Linked DNA regions of Danio rerio: region 1 is linked to region 2. The links are chromatin contacts, called in public Micro-C maps. All regions are on one chromosome and are shown on one strand. The core of a region is the stretch at or near the end of the contact, and the rest is flanking DNA. Distances in the headings are between cores, read along the strand shown. Region 1 overlaps tfe3a (transcription factor binding to IGHM enhancer 3a). Region 2 holds the start of tfe3a (transcription factor binding to IGHM enhancer 3a).

Evidence for each region. A called contact is a pair of places that touch in the nucleus more often than the background predicts.
Region 1: a contact with region 2 is called in a Micro-C map of caudal fin, with 3 times the contacts expected there. The contact joins the enhancer-like site here to the promoter of tfe3a in region 2. A contact is called at or near these places in 2 of 18 Hi-C or Micro-C datasets (caudal fin and an unstated tissue).

What each region holds. Positions count from the first base shown.
Region 1 is chr8:9,356,554-9,364,093 of GRCz12tu, forward strand. tfe3a (transcription factor binding to IGHM enhancer 3a) reads left to right here. Exons shown (of 10, transcript NM_131848.2): 10 at 1,110-1,741. The coding sequence ends at 1,535. Among named protein-coding and RNA genes, the nearest start is that of si:dkey-242k1.4, 14 kb to the right of the region's middle. Within about 2 kb of position 4,383, at least 6 of the 62 cell types and tissues checked have an H3K27ac peak or open chromatin away from gene starts, as enhancers often do.
Region 2 is chr8:9,321,795-9,329,054 of GRCz12tu, forward strand. tfe3a (transcription factor binding to IGHM enhancer 3a) reads left to right here and starts at 5,819. Exons shown (of 10, transcript NM_131848.2): 1 at 5,819-6,318. The coding sequence starts at 6,188. It overlaps fgd1 (FYVE, RhoGEF and PH domain containing 1), which reads left to right. Exons shown (of 17, transcript XM_683702.9): 17 at 1-2,301.

The sequences.
Region 1 (7,540 bases), core at 3,133-5,632, 33 kb after region 2:
AAGGTGCTCTATGTAAGCTTTTGACTTTTCTAAAGCATAACAATACCATATTATGTTTGCAGATTTTTAAAAAACAATGCTAAGTGAACCTTCTTGTTTATCTGCTGTCGTAGTAGTATGGCAATAAATGTCATGTTAAATGGCATTCCAACTCACATAATTAACATTTAACGCTGAATAAAGCACATGAGGTGTACCTGAGGTGATCATGCAATCAGCAGCAAGAAATAGAAGCCTTTTCTAAAATAGAAATTCCTAGTATGGGACAAAAACTCCTTTTAATATGGAGAATATTCCTTCTATCGCGTGCCGTTGCTTTTATTTAGAGCACTATTTAAATCAGCCTTACATCAGCCTTGAGGCTTGATCATCAGACTCGCTTCTGTTGGTCCTCAATCTGGCAACCTGCGCTTACGTTTATTTTGATCAAGGAATGCAATACCTAGTTCAACCACTGTGTGTCAAAGTAACATACTGCACCTTTAAAACCTGATAGTAGATTATTGGTTTACTAATTATAGAGTAATTATTGCATTTCGGCTCATTTTAATTGATTGGATCATTTTGTTTAATATTATAAACATTTGATGTTATTTTTATTTTGATGGCTCCTCTTTTACTTCATTATTTTGCTTTTTAGCCCAAAATTTGCATCCCTTTTTAAACATTTCCATAGTAATATTGGAATGAATCACATCAATGACTTAAGAAGGTCGACAAAAGCATTGCTCATAAAATCAGTAATATGTCAGTTTTATTAAAAAAAATAATAATAAATTCCAAACACTCAACTACACTGTAAAAATAATCAAAATGTTTAAGGAGTTAACATGAAGGAATCAAGTTAACATATTAGTTTATACAAATTTAAGTGGATTGAATGTAAAACAATTAAGTTGTCCTCTGAAACTTCAACAATTGTATTGTTTCAGCACATTTAAAATAACTAGTTTGAACAAACTAGTATGTTTTTTTTGGAGCATACAGGTATTTTTGCATATCCATATTGTCCATATTGTCATTTTCTTTATTTGCAATTGTATATGCATCCTATGCATGTGTAAATTCCCCTGTTCACAATTGAATAATAATTCCTGTGTGATCAACAGGAACTGGAAATGCAAGCTCGGCTCCATGGCCTCTCGTCATCTCAGCTCTCAGACTCTCTGACCCAAACACAGACTTTAACACTGGAGCACAACCCCAACACTGACCTCTCCAAAACCCTCCTGTCAATCACCCAGACCACACCCTCTTCCTTCCTGTCTCCGCCCTCCTCCACCTCATCAGTTGGCGGGACGGTCACCAGTCCTTTAGAGCTTGGCACACTCAGTTTCGGAGAGTTGGACGACCACACGGCCTCCGTCTTCAGTCCAGCCCTGATGGCCGATATGGGCTTAGGGGATATTCTGATGGATGACACCGGTGCTCTTTCACCCGTAGGAGGCGCTGATCCCCTCCTTTCCGCGGTTTCTCCAGGAGCCTCAAAAACAAGCAGTCGTAGAAGTAGCTTCAGCATGGAGGAAGACTTGTGACGTCTTCAATTCAGATGCTAGTTTATCTGCTTGTGCACTCCATTGTCGGCCAGTAGAGGGCAGTGTAATCTTGACGTCTTTGTTATTCGCTGTACTGTAGACATCCTCGAGACTCGATTCTGGAGGAGATGCAGGTATAGAAAGCCTTCTGGATGCTTCATTTGTTATCTCAACAACCTCTGATTAATATATATATGTAAAAAAAAGAATGAATGAATGAATGAATGAATATTAAAGAATATATGTACATAGAGTAGAGGTAGTGCTAAACATATATTTCGTATTTCTAATATATATGAAAAGTAGCACTATAATTATTAACTCCTGACCACCAACCATATGAGTTTAAGTGGATGAATAGTTTATTTTTAAGATCACCTATACAGTGAGCTTTAAAAGTCTGAGACTGGAAAATTAGGAAATATACAAAATTATTTAAATTAGGTAAAAAATATGTAGAGTTAAAGTCAGAATTATTAGCCCCCCTGTATATTTTTCCCCCAATTTCTGATTAATGGAAAGCTTTTTTTTTTTTTCAGCAAAATAGTTGTAATAACTCATTTCTAATAACTGATTTCTTTTGTCTTTGACTAGACATTTTTCAAGATCCTAGTATTCAGCTTAAAGTGCCATTTAAAGGCTAAACTAAGTGAATTAGGTTAATTTATCAGGTAATTAGGCAAATCATTGTATAACGATTGTTTGTTCTGTAGACAATCAAAAAAATATTGCCTATTATTTTTAAAATATAGCGGCTAAACATAATGACCTTGAAATAGGGCTGGGCTGATTAATGATACTATATTGAATCGCGATAAAATTTCTGTCAATTACATAAGCTTTGGACTTTTTTTTTTACTATATATTGATTTAAAAGCCAATCACACAGCAGAAATGTGCAACAATGGGAGTCTAAAAGTGTGTTAATTTTAAAGATGTACTGAATTTTCGGCCACCAAAAATTTATCGGCTGAAATTATGCCATTTAATGGACTCTCTAATTTTGGTGGCATCAGTTATTGTGGGGGTACTCTTTCAACCCATTAACTACCCCACCAAGAAAATAAATGTATGGATTGCATTTCTTAACTCCAGTCGCTAGTTAACACACTCAATGCATTTTTTTTCCCAACACTTCTCATCATTTCTAAAATATCAGCCCTTTACCAAATGGTTGATATGTAAAAGTACCGAACTTAATACATGTACTGAAAAAAATCTGAATATATGAAGTATAAGACCAATTTATTAAAAAAAAATAAAAAATTGAATACTTAATCACCTTCATTTTTTTGAGTGTGCCATAAAATATTTCAGATTCTCATTTAACATGATTTCTTGTTTTTTAACAACAAAACAAAAAACTAAATTTAGTGTTGTAGTGCAAAATATGTTTGTCTAACTTTTATTTATTTATTTTTATAATAAGTAATGCTGTGTGTGCAAGCCACTATTTAAAGCAGTCATTCTTTAAATGACTTTAACAGTCATCATTTAAAACAGTAAAATCATGGTTAACCCTGGAAGCATTAACAACTTGTATAAAAATATATATCGTTATCATTCAATATGGACAATAATTATTGAGATTGCAATTTTGCCATATCGCCCAGCCCTATTTTAAATATATATATACTTTTGATTAAAACTACTTTTATTCTAGCCAAAATTAAACAAATAAGACTTTCTTCAGGAGAAAAAAAAAATTATAGGAAACACTAAAAAATTCCTTGCTCCATTAAACAAAAAATTCACAGGAGGGCGAATAATTTTGACTCGTTCAAGTGCTTTCCTCACTAGATCAATCTAAATACATTCACTAATTTTAACTTGAATTATTATATTAATATTATACACTACCATTCAATGCTTTGATGTAATAATAATGTTTAATTTCAGCAAAAAAAAATGCATTAAAAAGTGATCATAAGTGAGAGGAAAGGAAATTATAATGCATTAAACAAATAATTAAAACTTTATTCAGCAAAGAATCCTGTAAAATCATGTGCCATGGTTTTCACAAACATATCAAGCAGCACTGATGATAATGATAACAGACCCTTTTCACATTTCCAGGTTTCTCCACTGCAGAATTTGTCATAGTTGGGTAAACTTGAGCGCAGTGAATGGGAGAGTATTACAAATATTATTTTTACAATCCTATTTGCTGAAATAATAAAAGAAAAGCTCCACGATGGTGTTACAAGACTTTCAGAAAAAGGAAAAAAAATAGTGTGAGACTCCCAGCATACACTTATGCTGGGAGACACTAAATTTTTAGACACTAAATTAGAAACACCTCACACAAGTGGTAATGCGTTTTTTATTATTTAATGCAAAGATGATATAAAACATACATAAAATAATAAGTTAAAACATTTATATGCATTAAAAAATCAGGATTTAAGTTTGTGATGACAGTTAAGCACGTCATAACAGTCTTGTGAAAAGGGTCCATTAAATAAAATGTTAATGAGCACCACATTAGCATATTTTAACTTCATTTTAACCTATATTAAAATAAAAAATGGCTATTTTAAATTGCAAAAACATTTAACAGCATCACTGTTTTTGATCAAATAAATGTCTACTTTCAAATAACACAGTCATACTACCCTTAAACAGTTAAACGTTGGTTTAATTTGAGGAAATTGTATTAAGATGGAACTGCCTCAGACTTTTGCAGCTTACTGTATGTCAGAGTTTACAGTAGTAGCACATCGAATACGAAAGGGACAGTTGTGTGTTATTTCCCTTTTTTAAATGTGAGAGTGTGTGTGTATATCACGCTGTACATCTGTGCTTTTAATAACGGCGGCAGTAAAACTGTTCCTAAACGTGTCCTCAGGAAAAAGCGACAGACAGAAAAGTGAACATCCTGTTCAGCTCGGCTTTCGTTTCCTGTTGAGATTGTTGTGCTCTTAGGTTGATTATGTAGCACAATGAAAACCAGCTTTATATCAACAGTCGGAAAGATGCATGTGTGGCTTGCAGGGATCACCTCACTGATGCAGAACAGATAGCGGTGTGTGATTTACATCTACGGTTTATGATATTATCACACTTAAGCCTGATATTCTAATAGTTTTAAAGAGATTGTTCTCGGAAAATGAAAATGACTCTTTACACTTCTTTCAAAACTTTAAAAGTTCATTCTGTGAAACACAAAAGAAGATATTTTAAAGAATGCTGAAAACTATTGACTTCTATACAGTAAAAACAAATACTATGAAAGTCAAGTGATACCAGCTTTCAGCATTAGATCCACTTCAAAATGAGTACATTTTTATTTTTGGGTGAACTACCCCTTTAAGTGTGCAAAGAATCAAAAATGCGTCCAAAAGCTTTGACTATGTGATGAACCTATTAGATTGAGCCTTTAATTCAACTGACGAACGCAGAAGTGTCCGTAAATATCTGTTTTTTAATTATTATTCATAAGTTAAAGTGATATAATTAGTATCACAGAAGCACTGCCAAAAATTAAACAAATAATGACATAAAGAAACTTGTGGATACTATCTAATATGTGACCCCAGAGTACAAAACCAGCCTTACTGTATAGTTTTAGGAATAGCCAAAAAATACATGAAATGAGTCAAAATGACTGATTCTTTCTCTTCTGTCAGAAATCATTTGTATATTAAATAATGATCATGTTCTATGAAGATTTTCGTGAGTAAATATATCAAATCTTCATGTTTGATTAGTATGTAATTATCTTTTTTAACCCTCACACTCAAAATAAGTATAAAATCAAATAAGTTTTGAGGATGTCAGGATTTTTCCTGGGAATACTATTTCTAAAGGAGCTGTTGACATGAAATTGAACCAGGTAATGTGTAGTTACAATGGAATGACACAAGGAGAAAGTACTGAACTACTGAAACATATTTAATACTTCATATAAAAGGCTGTGTTGGTGATGGCCGCTTAAAGGCGCCTCTCAAATGGAGAATAAAGTCACATGCATTGCTCAGGTGTGAGTTTCTCACAGACTTCAACAAAGGGTCAAAATCTTGATGGTTCTGTGGCTCTCGTCTATCAAATCTGATCTTTATTTGGTATTTTTATTGGATTCAGGTCAGGTGTTTGGCTGGGCCATTCTACAGCTTGATTTTCTTTCTCTGAAAGCATTTGAGAGTTTCTTTGGCTGTGTTTTGGATCATTGTCTTGCTGAAATGTCCACCCTGCTTTCATCTTTATCCTCCAAATATTATAGATGTTGGAATACAGCAGTGGTTCTCAAAGTGGTGGTTGGGAGGGGGTTGCGAGGGGTTGCAGGACAATGTGAAGGGGGGGTTATTATCATTTATATGGTTATTAAACCATAAAAATGACCATATTTTATCCATAACCTACTAAAGAGACAAAAAATAGTTGTTTATAGTTACTAAATAGTTACTATAGTAGCTTATAGTTACTAGTTCTATTGGATTGCAACCCCTAGGGTAATTACATTATATTAAAGACACAGCAATAGCGTCAGATGCAGCAGATTGATTTTATAACACCAGGGTAAACTTTCTGGCCCATTTACAGCACTGACATACATACAAAAAAATTAAACGAAGAATAGACTTGGGTCTATTGGCGTGTGTGCGGCATTGCATGCACTTTCTGTATTTATAACCACCACAGAGGATATATGGGGTCGCGAGTCACTTTTGTCATTTTGGGGGTCGCGGGCTGAAAAGTTTGAGATCCCCTGGACTAAAGCAGCTAATATTAATTTACAACTACAGCGAGATTTCAGCTGCTGTCTCAGCTTTCCATGCCTTTTCCACACCTCCCTTTCTTCATGTGTTCAATAGTTTTTCCGTGTGTCATTTCATTGTATTACACATAACTTAATTTATAAACTAATTAGATTTGTTTTCTTGGCATATATGGATTTCTTTGATTGTTACTAACATGCGGTGAAAATTTCAAGTCAACGGCATCTTTAGAAGTATGTTTTCTGAGGAAAAATGTGACATTCATTACTTATTTCCCATGCTGTGAGTTAGTTGAAATGATCAAGTCAACGTAAACGATTTGTGTTGGGACAACTTGAAGGAATTATGAGGAAGCTGGCATTTTTAACAGTGCAGATTCCACATTTTCTAATAGTTGTATTTTGGTCAGATATTTTCAGATTCTAACAGAGCATACAGTACATCAAGCTGTATAAATGCTATAAATCTCCCTCCTGAGTGTTTTGTGATCCCGGCTCACATATGTGTTACTCTTTCCATTTATGTGCATCTATGAATGCATTTTCCCGACGAACAGAAACGTCGGGAAAACAATAAAATATCGCGTTTCCACCGAAATATTAATCAGCATATCAATTTTCGGGAATAAGGATGATAACTGTGTTGATTTAAATGTTCTGCTTAAATCAGCAGTCTGCTATCAGCTTATTCCTGTCAGCAAAACATGTTTCCTTTGACATTCAAAGACCTTGTCGATTAGAAGAGACTTTTATTCAGTCGTCAAAACTTCATTATTGTGATTTGGAAATGTTTGACTCTAATCTATCGTCTTTACAGTCTTTATCAGGAATATTATGACAGTTTAAAGTTCTGTTTTATTTCTACCGCACATTTTATTGCTGTAGTTGTGCTGAGAGCTACATTGGAAGTAATGTAATGAGTTCATATACAGCGAGGTGCTGGAGAATACTTGTGCTGCAAAACGTATAGGCTATGGCTGTGTTGAAATCATGGCAGTTTTATACTACACACTTTTTATGTGTGTGTGTGTGTGTGTATGTGTGTCTGTGTGTGTGTTGTGAATATACAGATCTGAAAGGAGAAGCAGAACTGCTTTTGTGTACGTTAGCAGCAGCAGCTTGGGAAATATCCTTTACTAATGTAGATTTGCAGCGTTTTGCTAATCTATGTGTGTTTGTGAAAAGTATTTTAAAGCTGTTTATTATGTGCTGATTTATGTAGTTTACTGATAGTTTATGCCACTGGGTTAAAAATGAAAAAGGTCATTGAAAGTTTATATTTCTCTAT
Region 2 (7,260 bases), core at 4,569-7,068:
TGTGGTTTAGTAAAGTAACACTGATGGCGAGTTGTGTTCGAAGGTTTGGTCTGGTTTCATGAGAGTCTAAAGGTATAATACCCTGGAACGGAAATGGCTTTTGTTCGTTTTTTTTTTAGTTAGTAGAATCTGAACCCAGCCAATATTTATGGCAATAATCCGCTTGGGAAGAGGAACAAATCCAGGATTTCACATTTCGGTTACATTATCAAACGTCGGCTGTTGTAGTGAACAGTGACAGGATTGGCCACGTGACATGTTGTTCAGCTATGCAAGCCTGTGTTAATCTCAGAGACACAGAGTACATGTGTGGTAATCAAAAACATAGCAGGAATATTTATTAAGCGGGTTTTAAACCACTCACGACCAACAGAAATATGTGCTTCCTGTTGACTCCACGGTCCTTTCAGCGCAGAAAAACACCTACAAATTGATTCCGCCATCTAGTGGACGCTTGTCAAAACGTCCGCTTATATTTTAGGAGTGAATGTCACGTCAGTCCCAAATCGAGCTAATATAAGAAACTTTTATTTTGCACGAAGTAAATAAAGCTTATTAAAGTGACCATATTGTCTTAGCAAAATAAAATAAGTGATATATTGTTGGAATTGTTCACTATTTATAGTGTAGTATTGTGTTGTGCTGTCTTTAATTTATGTTAATGCTATTGCTAGCAATAATGCTATTGCTAATGCTATTTATGCTATCAAATTTATAAAAAAGCATTGTGTTACGGAGAATTATTGAGAATAGTGAAAATATGGCACAATGAAAAAAAAATAGGCTAATGGTCCTTAGGGATAGTTCACCCAAAACTGAAAATTCTGTCATCATTTATTCATTTATGACTCTTCTTTCGAACACAAAAGAAGATGGTTTGAAAAATGCTGGAAACCTCTAACCATGGACTTCCATAGTATTTGTTTTTCCTATAGTGGAAGTCAGTTAATACAGGTTTTCAAGATAGGCTATCTTCTTAAGTGTTCAACAATATAAAGAAACTTAAACCACTTGAGGATGAGTAAATAGTGAGTAAATTCTCTATTGAGGGTGAACTATCCGTTTAAATTAAGCATATTTACTTTTAAGCTAAATAAAATTGTCTTTTTTATATTTGGGATGATAAGTGACACCTTTTTGTGAGATTCATGGCTAAAGAAACCCTTTTGTTCGAACGATTCTGAAAAAGCGTGTAATAAAATGTTTAAATCAAAGGAATAAATGACAGGGCTTCTTACAGGATAACAAAGGCTTATCCGGTAGTTTTAGCGTGCATGAGTGATTTTATGAATGTTGTGGGATTTGATAAGACTGCATATAAGATAAAAGGTATGTATGAATCTGGCTAGTTTTTATCATTGTGAAACTCAATGATATCCCTGCCTTATTTAGAGGGTTGTTTCTTTTTAGATGAATACAGAATATATATATATATATAAATAAAACAAGGTCAAAGTTTTGATGAGGATATCAAACGTTTTCAGCCGTGTTGTATTTGTGTATGAAAAGACGCAAGGACAAATTCATTTGTAAATATAACTTATTCCTCAGAGCCCAGTTTTGTGGGTTAGGTATTGTCGATGAGCTTCGGTGTTTGATCTTCGTTACGTGCAGTTTTTAAATGGACTTGTGGTAAATTCCAGGTCAAGAAAAGCTTAGGATGAGTTCTCTCGTTTTACCACGTATTCCAGAGGTAGATATTCAGTGTTTTATAGAAAGAGCTTCGTTTTCTTTCTCCTCTTTTTGAATCCAGTTTCCAAAAACGTACTTGCCAATGTGAACTCATTGAGAACTGCTTTAACTATTTTTCTTTTGTGTTTGATATTGCTTTAATCTGGCTCTTTGTTGTCAAAGACATCGCTCGATTTTGAAGTAAAGGTGAACCAGTCGGTGTGTTTCCTCCAGTCTGTCTGAAGAAAGCAGTGATTTCTGAACAATTCACAATTCAGGAGTGTTAACGGCTGCGTGTGTTATCTTCCATAATGTTTACGACTTGTCATTCCCAGAATCCTCAGTTGAGCCTGCCCGTCACTCACGCTTACAAACACACACATTCATCTTCCTCTACTTTCAGTATTATTGTTCTTGATATCCTGCCTTACCGATATTTCGCAGCCCTCTGCTTATCTAGTTTTGTTTTCACAATTGCTTTTTGCCAAAGTATACTGCAGAAAATGTGTATTAGAAAATGAAATGTCATTTCTGTGTTGTTGTCACATTTGTTTTATTTGTTTTTTAATACCGATATTTATTGTCTTTTTTTACTCCTTGAGGTAAATGTAGTGAGGGTAGAAAAACTGCGATGAACCAAAAAGATAAACACTATCAAAATACAAGGAAATCATCATTTGGGAGGATATAACTTATTGGTTATTTTCTCTTCTTTTAGGCATGCATTATTATTATTTGTTTTGACTGATACCAATAACCGATAACTATAAATCTGAAGGCAGATAAACAAAATATAAAGATGTAGATGTACACTACCAAAACACAAGTAAATCATAATTTGGGAGCATATAACTGATTGTTTATTTGGTATTTTTTAAAGATGCATCAATATTGATTGTTTGACCAATACCGATAACCGATAACTATAAATCTGATGGCTGGTAAACAATATATAGGCATATAGATGAACACTAACAAAATATAAGCAAATCATCATTTGGGAGGATATAACTTTATTTGCTATGTTTTTTAGGGATGCATTGATATTTTTACCGATAACCGATAACTCTATAAATTTGGAGGCTGATAAATAACATATAGGCATATAGATAAACACTGGCAAAATACAAGGAATCATCATTTGGGAGGATAAAACCTTTTGTTTATTTGCTATGTTTTTAGGGATGCATCAATATGGATTTTTTTGACCGATATCTATAAATCTGAAGGTTGATAAACAATATATGAGCACTACCAAAATACAAGGAAATCATTATTTGGGAGGATATAACCTATTGTTTATTTGAAATGTGTTTTGGTGTGTATCGATAGATTTTTTTGACTGATACCGATAACCGATATCTATAAATCTAAATGCTGATAAACAATATATAGGCATATAGATGAACACTATCAAAATACAAGGAAATCATCATTCGGAGGATATAATTTATTGTTTATTTGGAATATCATTAGGGAAGCATCGATATGTTTTTTTATTTTTTTGACTGATACCGATAACCAATATCAATAAATCTAAAAGCTGATATACAATATATAGGCATATAGATGAACACTACCAAAATACAAGGTAATTATCATTTGGGAGGATATAATTTATTGTTTATTTGTTTTCAGGGATGCTTCGATAAGAATTTTTTGACCTATACCGATAACTCTATAAATCTGAAGGCTGATAAACAATATATAAGCATATAGATGAACTTTAAATCATTATTTGTGAGGATATGACATTGTTTATTTGGTATGTTTGTAGGGATTGATTGATATAGTTTTTTTGACCGATACCGATAACTATAAAGGTGGATAAACAATAATAGTTCGATAGATATCATTTTTTCCACATGACTGCAAAAACAAAAGTTAAAACTCATACAGTGAACAACACTAAACCTTATTAATTAACTATTAATTTTCATGGTCAACTTTCTTTTATAGAATTAAAATCAATTGCTTGATAAAAAAATTATAATGCAAAAAAAAGCAACCAAGTCAAAGAACATTACCAAAATTAAAATACCAGTAAAATGATAAAAAATGTGTTGGCACCAAGCATGTAAAGTGGTTCAAGCAGCGGAAATAGTACATAGTTTATCTCCCTAATTTTTTTATATCGGACTGATATCGGCCGATATTGATATGGCCACCGATATATTGGGTAATCCTATAAGTGAAAGCAATGGAAAAATACATAATTTATCTGCCTAATTTTGATATCGGACCGATATCGATCGATATTGATATGGCCACCAATATATATAGCATCCCTCTGAGTTCAAACATCGGAAATAATACATAATTTCTCTGCCTAATTCTGATATCGGCCGATATTGATATGACCACCGATATATCGTGCACCCTTTAAAGTTTTAGTCCCATAGTAATTGGAAGATGATGTACAGTATGATAAGCCTTTATTGTTTCGTCCATAAAATTGATTTATAAACAGCGTTTTGAAAGTATATCACTCTGAGGTTTTACACACAAAAAAGCGAGATACACTGTAGTTAATTTTAGGATTTCTGAACAACGGTGCATTTTTAAGCAAAACTGAACAATCTTGTGTCTTTGATCTGTCATTTACAGAAATAGAGGTGCTATTTTATCGTATGATCAAGGGAACAGCTTTGTGTTTATTAATAAATGACACGACAAGTTCAGGAATTGACTTTCTCTGTACATTGGCTACACAATGTTGAGGATTAACACAAAATGAATCATTTGGGAGTGAGCAGTACATCTCTGTGATGCAGAACAGAGAGTCAAATGTTGCATTGTATATATTGTATATGCTCAAATCTGTACCAAAACACTAGCACAGTCATGATGATGATGATGATGATGATGATGATGATGATGATGTAATCTGTTGCTGGATTTTTGACTTGAGTGGTATAATCTTGTTCATTTTTATAACTTTTAGCAACAATTCCCTTTTGCCGTGAGGAAGATTACTTTGTAACGCCAAACTTTGAAACATATTTATTGTAAACCAGCGTTTGGATTCTTTTATATGGGAGTTAAATAGAGAAATGGAGGCTTGGGCAGTTGTTTTGCTCATAGATGTTAATGATTATACCTGTCTAGCGATGATCTACCATTCCTTCTCCTCTGCTTTCTGGCATCATCACAGCATGCCAACCTCCTGACCTGTTTCTGTCTTCTTTTTTGCTGACTTTTTATGCACGTTTGCAACAAACCAGCAGAGAAGGATGTGTAAAACATTGCCAGATAGCCCTTATATCTGATCTTCTCAAGGACAGTTCACGTAATGTTATTTTGCTCTCGGACAACCACAAAATGGCTGCATTATGAGCATTCTTTTCCAAGCCCATTAGCGATAACATCACACTATATGGCACAAGTATACATACCGTTGTTTTCCCTCATGAAACCTGGTTTATTGTACACATAATGGGTATTACTGTTATTTCAAGTACTATTATAATTATTATTGTTGATTCAATTAGTGGCAGGCCACTGGGTACCATTGTATGTTAATATCCCAATGAAATCTGTGCAAGATCATGAAAATGTTTATGAAATAAAGTAATAAAAGAACAAAAAATAGCGTGACATTTTGATTGCATCTTATCCTAATGTTGTGTATTGTATTATTAGTGATTTGCTAATCATATCAATAATATATATGTATATTCACACTCACACAATAATATTTTCTCTCTCTACATGTATACACACTCAATATGTATGCCTCTAATGCTTAAAAAACTGTTCCCTATTGGAAGATTCTGCAAAATAATACACATACCTGTGTATACACTATGAATATTACACCTAAATTAATAAATATACAGATATTTAAAGAAAATGCCACACTATATGTACATTTAAACCACAGTATTCATACTTAAACGCTTTATCATTGTAGTGTTCGTTTCATCTTGACATCACACAGAGATGTATCACCTAAATCTAAAGGATGACGAAATAGTTTGTAATGTTATATCAAAGGCTGACCTAATGCTTGAAGTAAACAAGTATGCTCTCGCTCGTCTATTGGCTGACAAGTTCAAAGTCCCACCCCTTCTCCGCGGCTATTGGTCCGCTCGCCCGTCAGTCCTCACTCGGCTGATCATGGAGCGTCACTGTGGGGTTTTCCGGTCAGATTTACTCTCTCAGTGGACGGTGAAGAGACAAGAGAGCGAGATATAGCCGTTTGCACAGTAGTCGCACGCTGATAGAGGAACTACGGACTTTAGACTCTTAAGTCGCATTTATTTTTTCATCAAACTCTAGTCTAGACAGATAAAGAAAGAACGCATCGATACGGGAATTTGAAAAAACGACTAGCGGTTGCAGTAAACATCTCTCGCTAACCGAGAGTCCTCTTGCAGTCCTCTATTTTAGCCTCTTTAGAAAACAACCGGCTTGCCTTACTGTCGCTCACAGGTTGCTATCGGTGTATATCAGTTATTCTAACTCGTTAATTTTGCTATTTGTTCATTTTATTGGTGGACTTCTGGAAAAAAAAATGTCCAGCCTGCCTTCTGTCAGACCCGAGAAGGGCAGATCGGAAGTGGCATTACCTGGGCAACAGGGGCACGAGCGTCCTCAGACCGTCTACGTAATACTGGATTCAGCAGAATCTGTCAATCTCATCAGGTCAGTGTCACATCAACTAAACATTAATTAATTGATTTGCCTTTGCGTTCATTAGCTGTTGGATGGAACTAAACTTTACACTTGCGCATCAATTAAAAAAGTTAAAGGTCCGTAGAGGACGAAGAAGTCTGTCAACTGACGTGTTTCTTTATCAACATCATTTCTGATGATAACTAACAAAAATGTCATTCATTTTCATTCATTATATATCAGAGTTTGTTTACATAATGGCAGTGGTGTTGCTTTTTTAATGAAAAACCGTTACTATTATTTTCCTATACTAAAGGCTACTGTTTTGGAAAAGTCAATAATTAGAAGCACCATTCAATTTGATTCATTAATATTTTTGTGTACTATTATATTAAAAAAACAACAAAACAAACAAACAACAAAAATGTTCGACTTATTCAAGTTTCTGAGTATATGCATACTAAACAAATAATTATAGATCCAAATAATTATGAATAAAGAATTTTAATTCATTTCATTCGACCTGCAATGCTCAAAAACAGAAAACTGGAAAACGTTCACAAAATATTACAGATTTCACATATTAAATTATCCATCCATCCATCCATCCATCCATCCATCCATCCATCCATTCATCCATCTTTCTATTGATCGATCGATTGATGTCTATCTATCTATCTATCTATCTATCTATCCATCTATCCATCTATCTATCTATCTATCTATCTATCTATCTATCTATCTATCTATCTATCTATCTGTCTGTCTGTCTGTCTGTCTGTCTGTCTGTCTGTCTGTCTGTCTGTCTGTCTGTCTATCCATCCATCCATCTATCCATTTATATATCCATCTGTCACTCCATCTATCCATCTCAGAGAAGAATAACTTTTTTTTCAATCCATAAATTTTTGAGTGCCAGAGTGCAAATTTAGACCATTCTTTCATATTTTTTGCACACATAATTTTTATTTT